Regions from separate parts of the Rattus norvegicus genome. Here region 1 is linked to region 2. A link is a contact called in public HiChIP or PLAC-seq data. All regions are on one chromosome and are shown on one strand. The core of a region is the stretch at or near the end of the contact, and the rest is flanking DNA. Distances in the headings are between cores, read along the strand shown.

Region 1 (6,422 bases), core at 1,670-4,169, 220 kb after region 2:
AAGCTCACAGGAGCAAAAAACCAGCAGGCCTACAGCACTGTGGCTCACTGGCCTCAAGAGGCAAAGCCTGCCCTCTGCAACTTCACACACACACTTGCACACACACACACACACACACACACACACACACACACACACCCCAACCCCTTCACAAAGCAAATTGAATTTTCTTTTAAACAAACTAGAAACACAACGGTGGCAGCACGGGCGGGGGTGGGGTTGGGGGAGTGCTGCGTCTGTGTGTCCACATGAAAATAATGCAGCCAGGTTTCCCTTCACCCATTAAAAATGAGAGTAATCTTGCCCATGGATTTCCAGTGGGAACTGCACAGTAGGATTACATAATAACAATAGCAGTCCAGCCTCCGGGAGACAAAGTCTAATCATCTAATCATGGTACCTTCTTCACTGTCTCTGTCTGTCTGGTGCTCCTTTAGGCAAAATGTCCCACCCCAAGGGGTCAGCTTTTCTGCAAGCTTCACATCTGCCACCCCTTCTGGAGTTCTAGCAGCTGCTGCTGCTAACTCCCAGCATGAAAAACATCCCTGGATTAAAAGCCTTAAGGGTACAGATTCTGAGTGCAAGGAAATTTCCAGAAGGGCCAACTTGGCCCACCAATGGCTGACATGTGAAAGTACTTTGTACTCCCTAAGCAGTGTACAAACAACGCATTATCCTTGCACAGGCGGTGGGACATACACGGAGTTCAGTAAGCATGGTACCGAATATTCATACCCAATACCCATGGCACAACACCCGGTATTTTCACGATCACATCTGTGTACAAAGTTTTAACAAGGTAAAAGGCAAGGCAGGGGTAGGCTTTAGAGAAACTACATCTAAGAAAACAGGAAGACAAGGATCTTTTTTCTTTTTCCTTTTTGTATACCTGAGTAGAAATGATATTTGGCACAGGGAATAAAAGGAGTCAATAGAAGTTCTGGGAGGGAGAGGAGAGACGAAGAAAGGGTGGACTGGCTTGGGGGCAGGTTTAGTTAGGTTTAGAAGCTAGACTTTCCACAATCCCCTCCCGGGTCTGGAAAAGATGCCCTCCCTGCTTAAGAGCTGTGTGATCTCTAACAGAGAACCTCTCTGAGCTGCGGGGAGCCCTGTTTATGACCAGGATGCTAATGATTGCTAATAATGCATATCTCATGGTCATATCTGGAGGGGAAAATGTTGCAGACATTGTAGGAAGTGCTAATTAACAAAATAATCAGAAAGCTTAATGGGTGACTGGGGGGCTAATGTCCCTAAGGGCTTCTAACATCTATCTCTCTCTACCTTACTAGATTTTGAACTGGGGTTGGGGGTTGGGGGATGTGAAGCACAAGGCCTCAACTCTTCAAAGCCTCACCCATAGGGCAACTGACTTGTCTGCACATGAGGGGGTACACAAGCTTCAAGTGTAGGGGATTTTTACTTTCTTTTGAAAGCCTCTCTAATCATAGTTAAACTGGGAGGAAGAAGAGACTAAGAAAGGGTGACTGGCTTGGGGGCAAGTTTAGACTTTTTTTTTTTTTTTCGGAGCTGGGGACCGAACCCAGAAGTTTAGACTTTTACAATTTCCTCCCGGGTCTGAAAACAACCGTCTCCAACCCCGGAAAGAAGGGAGTCCGTAGCACTACAGCACTATGACCAGGGTCTTCCCCTCCCGTAAGCGGCGTTCTGTTCCTTCTTGGAACTGTGGCGCCGGCCCAAAAAGTTAAACTGAGAAACACGAACTTTCAGAGTTCCTGGGCTAAGCAGAACAGCGCCTCTTTTCCCGGGTTCAGAGCTTGCATTGGACCGGGGACTGGCTCTCCAAGGCTGGCACCTGCGAGCGCGCTCCAGGACCATGGGTGATCGCCTCCCTGTAGCGCCCCTCCTCTACACCACAGCAGGAAGGAAGAAGCAGCTGGCGCGCACGTCCCAGCAGCTAGGGGCCTGTCCCCGGATCCTTCCCAGCGCTGATCCTCCACAACCCAACCCTCCCGGGCTGAAGGCAAACCTCTGCAGCCCCCGACTCAGTGGTGAACGGCTTCTTCCAATCTGGCACTGGGAGAACCGGCTCCTTTCCAGCCCCGGCCCTCCACAAAGGCGTGTTGGGATTTTAGGGACTACGGAGAAGGCAGGGGTTGTGAGGGTGTAGTGTGCACCCTGATGCTTGTGGCTTGCTTGTGCGGAGAGCGTCTCCCCAGCACCCTCCCTCCCCCAGAAGCTCTGCAAACCCAGCGGCTGCACCAGCAGCTCAGCCCCGCTGCAGCCATCCTCGACGCCGAGACTTGCGTGCAAACAAAAAGGAAAAGGGGAGGGGCCCGGGGAGCCGGAGCCCCCTGCACCAAGCAGGACTCATCTCCTGCTGCCCTCGGCGGACAGGGTTTCCTTAGGGGGCCTTCAGTGGGACCCCAGGTTCTCCCCACCCAACGCCACCACATCCACACCCTCTGGCCACCACTTAAGTGAAGGTTCCGAGTTCACTTCCTTTGTCTGGATGCTCTCAGCACCGCCTCCCCCAACCCCCAGCTTTGCAACCTTGACGTCGACTCCTGCAGGGGCTGAGGCGGGCGGGTTAACCCGCACTGGGTGTCCGTGCCACTCTCTGGCCTCGCACCCGGAGCCGGCACTAGGCGGCTGCCAGACTGCGCAGCCACCCGGGTTAAACTGGCGTCCGCCACAGGCGCAAGATACTCACCAGTGAATGGGGAAATATACAGACATGAAGTCCTAGGGGAGGCTGACCCACGCCCTTGTGATTAAGAAAAACAAAACAAAACAAAACAAAAAAAAAAAAAAAACGGTCACTGAGTCCTGAATGAGATTGGCAGGGGCGCAGAGGAGAGCAACGGGCAGCCGAGAGCGGGCACTGGGTTATCGCAGGTCTGCCTTCCGGAGACAGCCTCGCTGCCAGCGGCGTCGGCAGTGCAGACCAAGCTCTCCGCTCTCCACCGAGCTCCGGGTCCCACAAAGAGCCCGGGAAGCAGCATTTATAAGAGAGGGGCGGGGCTTGTCCGGGAGCGGCCCCGCCTCCCCTCGCCCACTCTTAGAATAACGTCACCAAAATCATGAATGGCTTCAGCGCTCGCAGCTCCCGCGGGCGGCGGCGGGGACCAGCGGGGCTCTGCACCCAGACTGAGCTAGTTCGCAGCAGCTACGAGCCCAGCCCCCTCCCCACCGTTGACACACACGCGCGTTCCCGAGCTGGAGTTCAATGTCAATGCTGCTTCCTGCCCACAAATCTGCAGCGTCCGCAGCCCCCTTCCCGCGCACAGCCTGGGACTCTAAAGGCTACGGGGACGGGTGGGCGTGAGGAAAGAGTGGGGACCCACGCGGGAGGTGACAGCTCGCTGTGGGGAAGGCGCCGTTTCTCCAGCCCAGCGCATGCTGCCGTGTTCTCTGTGACTCCCACATCTCAGGACCCCTCACTGGTCAGCCATGCAAAGTAGGCCTCTCTTGGGCATCATCGCCCGCGGCACCCTGATCGTGGCGTCCAGGGCGAGACTAGGAAAAAGAAAAGATGGGAAAGAAGATTGCAGACGAGAAGCTGAAGGCACCCATGCCCGAGAAGGCATATTGGCTTTCTAAACATCTGCAGTCCTGGAGTCCATGGAGGGCTCTGTTTGTTGGAGAAAGGATGTGGTGTCTTACTAGGGTTTTTCCATTGCGCGAACGCGCTTGCGTATACACACACACACACACACACACACACACACACAGTCGCACACAGGGTTTGCGCTGGGAGTAGGGGGTGAGGAGGACGGGCAGAATGTAAGTACACCCTAATAGCCATAGTCCCCAGAGCCGGTCTGCTAGAAAATACAAAGAGCTAAGGGAGACTGACTCTTTGATAGCCCAGGAATTGCGGTTCCGGTGTCTATCTAGGAGACTGAGCTGCTGTGCAGCCGGCAGAGCCAGGAAGACAGGAATCCGACTCAGTGCCCAGCGCTGCCCCTCTGTGGCCTCTGTTTCAATTACTCTTGTAAAACAGCTTCATAACCTTGACCTATGTGCATAAAGGGATTGGGAAAAGGGAGAGCCCATGGTCGAAAACTAAACACAATTAAATGTGATTTAAAATAAGTCTGCACCCTGAAAGAAAAGTGTACTGGTTATTTCCAGTCAAATGCTGCTGGGATCAAGAGAGGAGTTTTCAATGGTAGGGCCATGAGGATGTCAGGAAAGAGGACCTCATAATTTTCATTTATCTACTTGTTCTCTCCAAATTAACCCAAAAATAAAATAAACCTATAAGAGCAATTTTGCAATAACTGCTTTCCCAACTATGTGTACCTATATACAACCTGAGTAAAAACTGGAGCATCCTAAGAGAGCTGTATTTCATAAGTCCTGTAATCAGAAAAATAAACGAGACTGTCCTTAGCCTTGAGACAAATCAAGAGCCGATTGTGCTGTTCGGGACTTCCCTTCTGCTCTGGCCAGGTGACAGGGGTCTGGTGTGGGGACGGGGGCTGGGTTTTATGAGCAGGAGCTTTTAATAGGATGGGGAAATATCTCAGTACCGTTCTCAGGCATGTGACATATTGTCACTTGGGGAGCCAAAGAGAAGCCAAAGTTTAGAGATCTAGATTCTAGACTGAGCTTTCCTGGAAAGCTTCTGAAGGTGGTCCCTGAGGCAGACCCTGGGATGAGCAGAAGGAAACCTTCTCCCATGTTTGCCCATACAATCCCTCAACAAGGCCTGAGCTGAAAGGTGGCTACCTTACCACGGTGACCTATCACAGGCACATGTTACTTATTTGTGATTATTCCCTTGTGAGGCTATTAAACGTTAGAAAGCTATCTTAACCCTACCACCACCACCACCACCACCACACACCACAGATGTCAATCAGCCCTTTTGGGGAAGAGGATGCGAGGTAAAGTCTCTCTCTAGAGTAACAACCTGGCCTCGTGGGAAATGCCCTACATTGGAGTACACCGAGTTAGTGCCAGGTGACTACTCTCTGGGAAGTGTATGAATGAACATTTCAGCTCAATTTCACCTCTCGGTAAGTTAGAGCAGAAAGGCAGCCTTGGATCGGGATTCCCAAATCTAGACTATACCAATTCTCAGTGCTACTGCATTTATGTAGTTCCTTGCAACCTTTCAAAACAATGTCACCATGCTGGCTTTCAACCGAAGGGGCTGAGGTCAAATAGCACAGCTTAACAGTTTACAGTGCCCAGTTTACAGATGTACAAACCGTGGCTGAAGTAAATTAGGGAACTTGTCAAAGCTAGACCAGGCTGGGCTGGAGCTGGACACTCAGCTTCCTCTTCTGTCACATTGTTCCCTATCTCTGCCTTTCCTCGCTCCCTTGAGATACAGGAGACTGGGCAGGTAGTGACAGTGTAAGCCTTTAATCTCAGTACTCAGGAGGCAGAGAGAGGCAGGCAGATCTCTATGAGTTCAAGGCCAGCCTGATCTACAGAGAGAGTTCCAGGACAGCAAGGGCTACACTGAGAAAGCCTGTCTCAAAAAAAAAAAAAAAAAAAAAAGATGCAAGAGATTTTGAGGCACACACAACATCTCTTCTCTCTGCTCTATGAGACAGGTCTCTACCCTTACTGCCTTTGAATAAACAGAAACCAGCAAATGAAATGACTTCAAGCCCCAGAACCTTAGAACTGAAAGAGACCTTCCAAGTGGTGAATTCCAGGTTCCTCATTTTACAGGAGAGAAGACACTCCACAGATTAAATGGCACGTTCACGTTCGCCAGCCTGTTCGTGATGGGGATGGAAACCACAGTGTCAGACCACTGGGCAAGTGTTCTTTCCGTGATCACACTGCAGTGTGCTCCCTGTTTGCCAAGAAGCCCACAGCAGAGATCAGATGAGAGACCTGAGCCATCAACCAACATCCATGGAGCATCCCCTAGTGTGTGCAGATCCACTGTGCCCTCGGCACCATCTCCACCATCCACCTTGGTCCTGAGGGACCAAAGGGTTGAATTGCAATTCAACTTAAATAAAAAAAAAATCCAGATAGAATTATTTTGCTTTATAATCTTGCATCAGTCTGGTCTCTTAGCTCCTTTCTCCTTTGCATAACACCAGTTTTTTTAAAAAAAGGCTTTTTTAAAGGATAAAGAACTTAAGACATGCATATATGGTGATAAGTGTATATACAATTATACACATAATATAGCCTGGAAATGTTTTGTTTTGTTTTTCAGACAGGGTCTCACTCTGTAGCTCAGCCTAGCCTGAAACTTGCAGCAAGCCTGTTTTGGCCTCCCAAGTGCTGGGAATTACAGGTGTGAGGCACCATGGCCAGTTGGACTTAAAATCTTATTAGCGTTTACTATCTCACTTGTAACCGTGTGGCTAGGAGGCACATGGCTAACTACTCATTTTATTAAGAAGTCCCGAACTAAATTCATCTAGAGATGTGTCTCACATTAGGTCAAGGACAATATTTTGTTTTGCCAAGGAGAATGT
Region 2 (6,147 bases), core at 417-2,916:
AGAAAACCTCAATGTCATCTCTATTCAAAGACCAAGTGCCTCATAGACGTTACATAATTACCACATTTTTTAAGAAGCAACCTAGTTACTACTACATACAACCCCAACCCTAGGCCAAACTGACCCTATTTCCCCAGATTCCGTTTGGAAAAGTCCCTCCTAACATCTGCAGGAGCCAACCTTGAGACCTGTGGAAAGAGGAATCCAAAACATTTGTTCAACTTAAAGCCACATGGAAATCACAGTGCAGATACATTGAGCACCCTGCAGAAGCTTTTAGGACTAAAGCTAAGTGAGTGCTCTGTGATTTTTTTCAATTCCTTTATTAATTCAAAACCACACAAATCTAAGGGCTGCAGTGATAGAGCTCAGTGGTTAAGAGCAGGGTTGAGTTCCCAACACCCACCTTAGGAAACTCAAAAAACATCTGAAACTCCAGCTCCTGCACCATGTCGCATGGTGAATATAAACTCGTCCAGTCTCACGTACACAAACGAAAGTATTTTTAAAACACACGAATTTTGCAAAGTCTTTCAACAAAATAGTATTTTTAAAAGTAGTCCAATTTTTTTTAACTTTTTATGCCAGGTTGTTTCTTTGCAGAAATACGTGATGGATTTGAATGGGAAGCATTGTTTCTTGGTAATGCCTTCACCTATTTCTTTTTCAATGCTTTTCCTGGACTTAATTGAATGCAAAACTCAGATCCAATCAGAGGCGACTAAGCCTTCAGGCAAGATCCAGGAAACAAAACAGCTCCACAACCACAAAGAAACACCTTAGTCTTGTCTTTACTGCTTCTGGTCAAACATAATCTTAGATGTTAAGATACAACCTGAAAGACCAAACCTGCCAGGTGGGCGTGGTGAAGCACGCCTGTTATCGCACCAATATGAGTGCAGAGGCAAGGACCGTGAATTGGGAGGCCAGCCCTTAGCGAGAGCGAACACCGATTAAAAGGAAAATCGAACTCGAAGTCAGCCTTCAATGTGGACAATCTTTCCATCTGGCACTGCCACCTAGACCTAGGGCACACCTCTGTCGCCCGCAAGAAACAAACAGCTTGAACCCTGAAAAACTCTCTTTTGGGCTTTCCACGTGGCTACCCCTGGGAAGGCTCGTGCACCTGAATCTGGCCCCTGGTACACCTTAGGCGGTGTTTAGGGACTCGGCAGCTCCCGCATTTCGCCGAGGTGTGGTGTGGACAGGAAGGTGGTTGTCAGTGAGCACAGACCGGACACCCGACGCTCCTCGCCTCCGCAGCCTGCTGGGCTCCGGAGGCCTCCGCCTCCCTAGAGTCGCTCGCCCTAGCCCTCCACCCAATTCCCGCGAGTGACTGTCCCCCAGGGCCCACCCGAGGAGGCCTGCTCTCGGGAAAAGCGGTCGAGCCGCAGCTCCCCATCCGCCCACTCGGGAAAAATCCCTTGGCCGCCGCCATGTTCTCCGCGCCGAAGCCCACACCTGACGCCGCGGGCCGCGCACCTGGGACACGCCGGGGGGAACGCGCGACGTCGCGGGGACACTGGGGCGAAACTGCGACTCACGGGGGTCACAACCTGCGAGCAGAACCCGCCGCTAATTCATCCCGAAGCGGGGAGGCGTCGAGCCCGTCGCCTTAGTAATGCGTCCCTCCAGACTCCACACTGATTGGCTACTGGCGCTGTGACGCAAGGCGTCTCCGGCTGCGTGGGAAGCCCTTGAGCGGGGCGCTCCGCCCCTGCTCCGCAACTCCGAGAGACCCCGGGCGTCGTCTAGGCTCCTTTAAAGGAGCCGCGCCCCAGATCAGCCTACTTCACTGCAGATTCCTGCCAAAGCTGGTAGGGTAGAGGAGCAAGAAACCAAAAATCAGAACTCATCGGTGGTCTTCGGGGAACCTAATAGGTGCGTAGAGGATGGCAAATCTAGAGCACTCATTTGCAAGCCTAACGTTTATGCCCGGAATCAAAGAGCAAATTAGCATCCAGCCAATTCTAGAGCCTGAGTTTCTGATGGCGCAAAACTCAAGGCACGGTCAATGCCTGAGGTTGCCTCATGGAAATCAAATCACAGGCAGTCATTTACAACTCTTACTTTCTTGCTCCAAGTAAAGAGCAAATTACGCGGCCAGCTCTAGAATCCTGGTCCTGATGGTGTAAAACTAAACTCACCTTCGTTCAACCCGGGGTTGCATGATGAAAAACATATCAGAGACACTTAATTTACAAGCCTTATTTTCTTGCCCCAAGTGAAAGAGCAAATCCACATTCCGTGGTGCACAGCTGTTGGCTAATTCAACAGTGTTTGCTCAACTCTCAACTTTTCCTCTCCTGCATGGCCCAGTCGGATTGGTTGTTGTTGGTTTTTTGTTTTGTTTTGTTTTTTGGTTTGGTTGTTGTTTGTTTGTTGTTGAGGTTGGGTTTTTCTTGTTTTGTTTTTTGTTTTTTTTCGGACACTTTTCTTGAAAGGTCTTTGTTCCTTTCTACAGGATCTAACCCCTAACCTACCAGACTAAGCCCCTGGACGCTAGAGACCGATTAATATAACCTCTTTGCAGTTCCCCTGCACAATACCTTCTTGCTGATTTAACAAATAAGAGAAATCTTTAAAAATAATAAACGTCCACTCATAGCCTACAGAGCCTTTCAACAGCTCTTCATGTGTGTTTATACATTTAATCTGCTTATTTAACATGAAACAGAGAAATGAATTTTTTAAGTACAGGGTAGCCTTGTGTGATGGCACAAGCCCTTAACCCCAGCAGTCCCCTAACAGAACCGGAGGACTGCCTCAGCAAGACTCTAAATTTTAAAAACGAAATGCCAGGTACCTTCCCGGAGAGAATCAGCATTACATCTCCTTGACTTTTATTCAATGTTTAAGTATTTGAGATGTGCCACAATTTTATTAGAAAACAAAAAATACAACACAGGAGAAACACCAGTACAAAAATGCAGTTATCCCTATGAGGTTGAATGGACCTCATTTTTGTCTCTAAACTCAAGAGTTCTGGAAAATCTTAGGGTTTTTTTTTTGTTTTGTTTTGTTTTGTTTTTTTAAGGCATGTCATTGCTTTGAACTGAGCATGGCGATCCTCCAGAACCTCTCAAGTATGCACTGCTGTGCGTTCTCTGAGAATGTGAGGAGTCTATATGTAGCCTTTTCTCTACTGGAGATTCCTCTTTTGTTCTAACGGATTAAAGGAAAGTAATAAAGGAAGATGGATACTTGGGACTCCAGGATAACCCCATCAATTTAGATCCTTTAACCAACATTTCTCTAAAAACAAAAACAAAAACAATCAGAGCATGTTTCTTTCCTGGGTCTGTGGTTATTTAAGAACAACATCAACAACAACAAAAAGCTGGCTGGTGGTGGCTCATGTCTTTAATCCCAGCACTGGAGAGGCAGAAGCAGACAGATCTGTGAGTTCAAAGCTAGCCTGATCTATAGAGAAAATTCCAGGACAGCCAGGGCTACATGAAGAAACTTCATTTTGAAAAAAGTATATTTTTTATGTATATGTATTTTTGTGTATATGTATATGCATTTATATGACTATGAGGACCCACTGAAGAAACATGGGTTCTCATATTCAGAAGCCTCTCCTTCAGTCCTTGCAGTCTAAGAGTAATAGGCTCAGGTCTTGAAACTGGGCAGCAGATTAGAATTTCCCATTGGGGTGATGTCGGACCCCACTCTTTTACTTACTGCTCACCTGCTGAGACTATATATTGTACAGAACCCCTATTGTCTGCCCACAGACCCCCTGCTATGTTCCATCAGCCATCTTAAGGTCAGGTTGAGATCCCTGGCTGTCACTTCAATCTTGCTACCCATTATGGTAATTAGATTGTCACTGCTTCTCAGAACTGTCTCAGCTCTTCTGGCATCTTGCAGTCCCCAATGCTACTAATGTAACAACAGTCCCATTAGCCCTGTTCTGCTTTTAGAAGACAAACACCTCTGAGCTGTTACTCAATGATGCTGTTACTCTCTGGCAGAGCCCGGAGGCTTGGGGTGATAAGCGATGTCATCCAGGCCCTTGCTGAGGGACAAAGGAAGCCAGAAAAGTTTCTAGTCGGTTGGTCAATCATCTGAAACTTCTCTAAATTTTTTTCATTGCCATTGCCACATGAGATCTCTCTTTTAATGCAGTCATCTGCTTTCCCAAATTTTAAGAATCATCCCAGCAGTATATTGGATTTGGCTCCCAGAGCTCTGACCGTGGGTGGTTCCCTCCTTGATTGTCAAGTCAAGATGAGACTTGCCACACAGACCCAAGCAAGTAGACCCTGTATCTTCCAACAAAGTCAAAGAGGCCTGCTTGAATCTGAGGGTTCAAAGTTCTCAAGAAAACCTCACTCCAAGGTTCTGTTGTTCCCATGTCAGTACCCCAACTTCGGCATTGGAAATATGTCCAAGATGACAATCTTGCCAGCTCTTAAATTTCTGGGGCTACGCCTAGTCTTCAGTTAGGGTGCAAGTGTCGAGCGTCTTTTAAAAATCTGCTGAACAAGTCTTCCAGTTCCAACGTGTCGCTTGCTTAACATTAGCCATCCCTCTGCAAGTCCTCGCAGTATTTTCTTCAAACCTAGCAATCACCAAAGACTGTGCAGCTAAAGCCCTTCTCCCGCATCCTTCCCTTCTTCAGCAAAGTCAGCTGTTGCGCTAGCTCAACTGGGGTACTGTTGATACCCCAGGAAGTAGCCAATGGGATCGGTTGCCTAGCAACGGGACTTGTCCTCATTTCCCATCCTCTCCTCTTGAGAATTCCATCTCTAGTTGGCTTCCTAGGACACCTCCTGCTGGTGGCTTCCTAGAAATGGGGGCTGAGGCATAGATCTGCTTACAAGACTCTTGCTCTCAAGAGAAGAAGGTGGGGTGAAAGAAACAAGACTACTAAGGAGATGAAAGAGAAAAGCAACCATGTAGTCTCAGCTGGAGACAAGCTTCAGCTAGAACCAATGGGAACCCTGAAGCAGGATCACTCCAAATGCTTGCTCAGCCTTGAGGCAAAGGAGTAGATACCCCTGTGTTACATTCTTCTACTGGTCACTTATCAAGAACAGCTATGGCTGGGTCCTCAGGTAGCACTGTGTTCAGTTTTCTGAGGAACCTCAAGACTGATTTCCAGAGTGGTTGTACCAGTCTGCAATCCTACCAGCAGTGGAGGAGTGTTCCTCTTTCTCCACATCCTCGCCAGCATTTGCTGTCACCTGAGTTTTTGCTCTTAGCCATTCTGAATGGTGTGAGGTGGAATCTCAGAATTGTTTTGATTTGCATTTCCCTGATGACTAAGGATGTTGAACATTTCTTTAGGTACTTCTCAGCCATTAGATATCAATATTCCTCAATTGAGAATTCTTTGTTTAGATCTGTACCCCATTTTTAATAGGGTTATTGGATTCTCTGAAGTCTAACTTCTTGAGTTCTTTGTATATATTGGATATTAGCCCTCTGTTGGATGCAGGATTGGTAAAGATCTTTTCCAAATCTGCTGGTTGCCATTTTGTCCTAATGACAGTGTCCTTTGCCTTACAGAAGCTTTGAAATTTTTGAAGTCCCATTTGTTGATTGTTGATCTTAGAGCATAAGCCATTGGTGTTCTGTTCAGGAAAATTTCCCCTGTGCCCATGTGTTCGAGGCTCTTCCCCACTTTCTCTTCTATTAGTTTGAGTGTATCTGGTTTGATGTGGAGGTCCTTGATCCACTTGGATTTAAGCTTTGTACAGGGCGATAAGAATGGATCGATTTGGATTCTTCTACATGCTGACTGCCAGTGGAACCAGCACCATTTGTTGAAAATGCTATCTTTTTTCCACTGGATGGTTCTAGCTCCTTTGTCAAAGATCAAGTGACCATAGGTGTGTGGGTTCATTTCTGGGTCTCCAATTCTATTCCATCAATCTACCAATACCATACATTTTTATCATTATTGCTCTGTAATACAGCTTGAGGTCAGGGATGTGATTCCCCCAGAAATTCTTTTATTTATTGTTGAGAATAGTTTTCACTATCCTGAGTTATTTTATATTCCAAATGAATACCCAAAAGATGCTCTAACATATAAGAAGGACACATGCTCCACTATGTTCATAGCAGCCTTATTTATAATAGCCAGAAGCTGGAAAGAACCCAGATGCCCTTCAACAGAGGAATGGATACAGA

The links. HiChIP or PLAC-seq counts read pairs in DNA pulled down with a chosen protein or histone mark.
Region 1: a contact with region 2 is called in an H3K27ac HiChIP or PLAC-seq map of oligodendrocytes, with 8 times the contacts expected there. The contact joins the promoter of Lbh here to the promoter of Lclat1 in region 2. A contact is called at or near these places in 1 of 12 Hi-C or Micro-C datasets (the A7r5 cell line) and 1 of 1 datasets of contacts at active chromatin or transcription factors (oligodendrocytes).

What each region holds. Positions count from the first base shown.
Region 1 is chr6:28,341,936-28,348,357 of GRCr8, forward strand. Lbh (LBH regulator of WNT signaling pathway) reads right to left here and starts at 2,920. Exons shown (of 3, transcript NM_001129880.3): 1 at 2,675-2,920. The coding sequence starts at 2,700.
Region 2 is chr6:28,123,410-28,129,556 of GRCr8, forward strand. It overlaps Lclat1 (lysocardiolipin acyltransferase 1), which reads right to left and starts at 1,667. Exons shown (of 6, transcript XM_039113081.2): 1 at 1,545-1,667. LOC100912066 (a long non-coding RNA gene) reads left to right here and starts at 1,742. Exons shown (of 5, transcript XR_010052504.1): 1 at 1,742-1,881.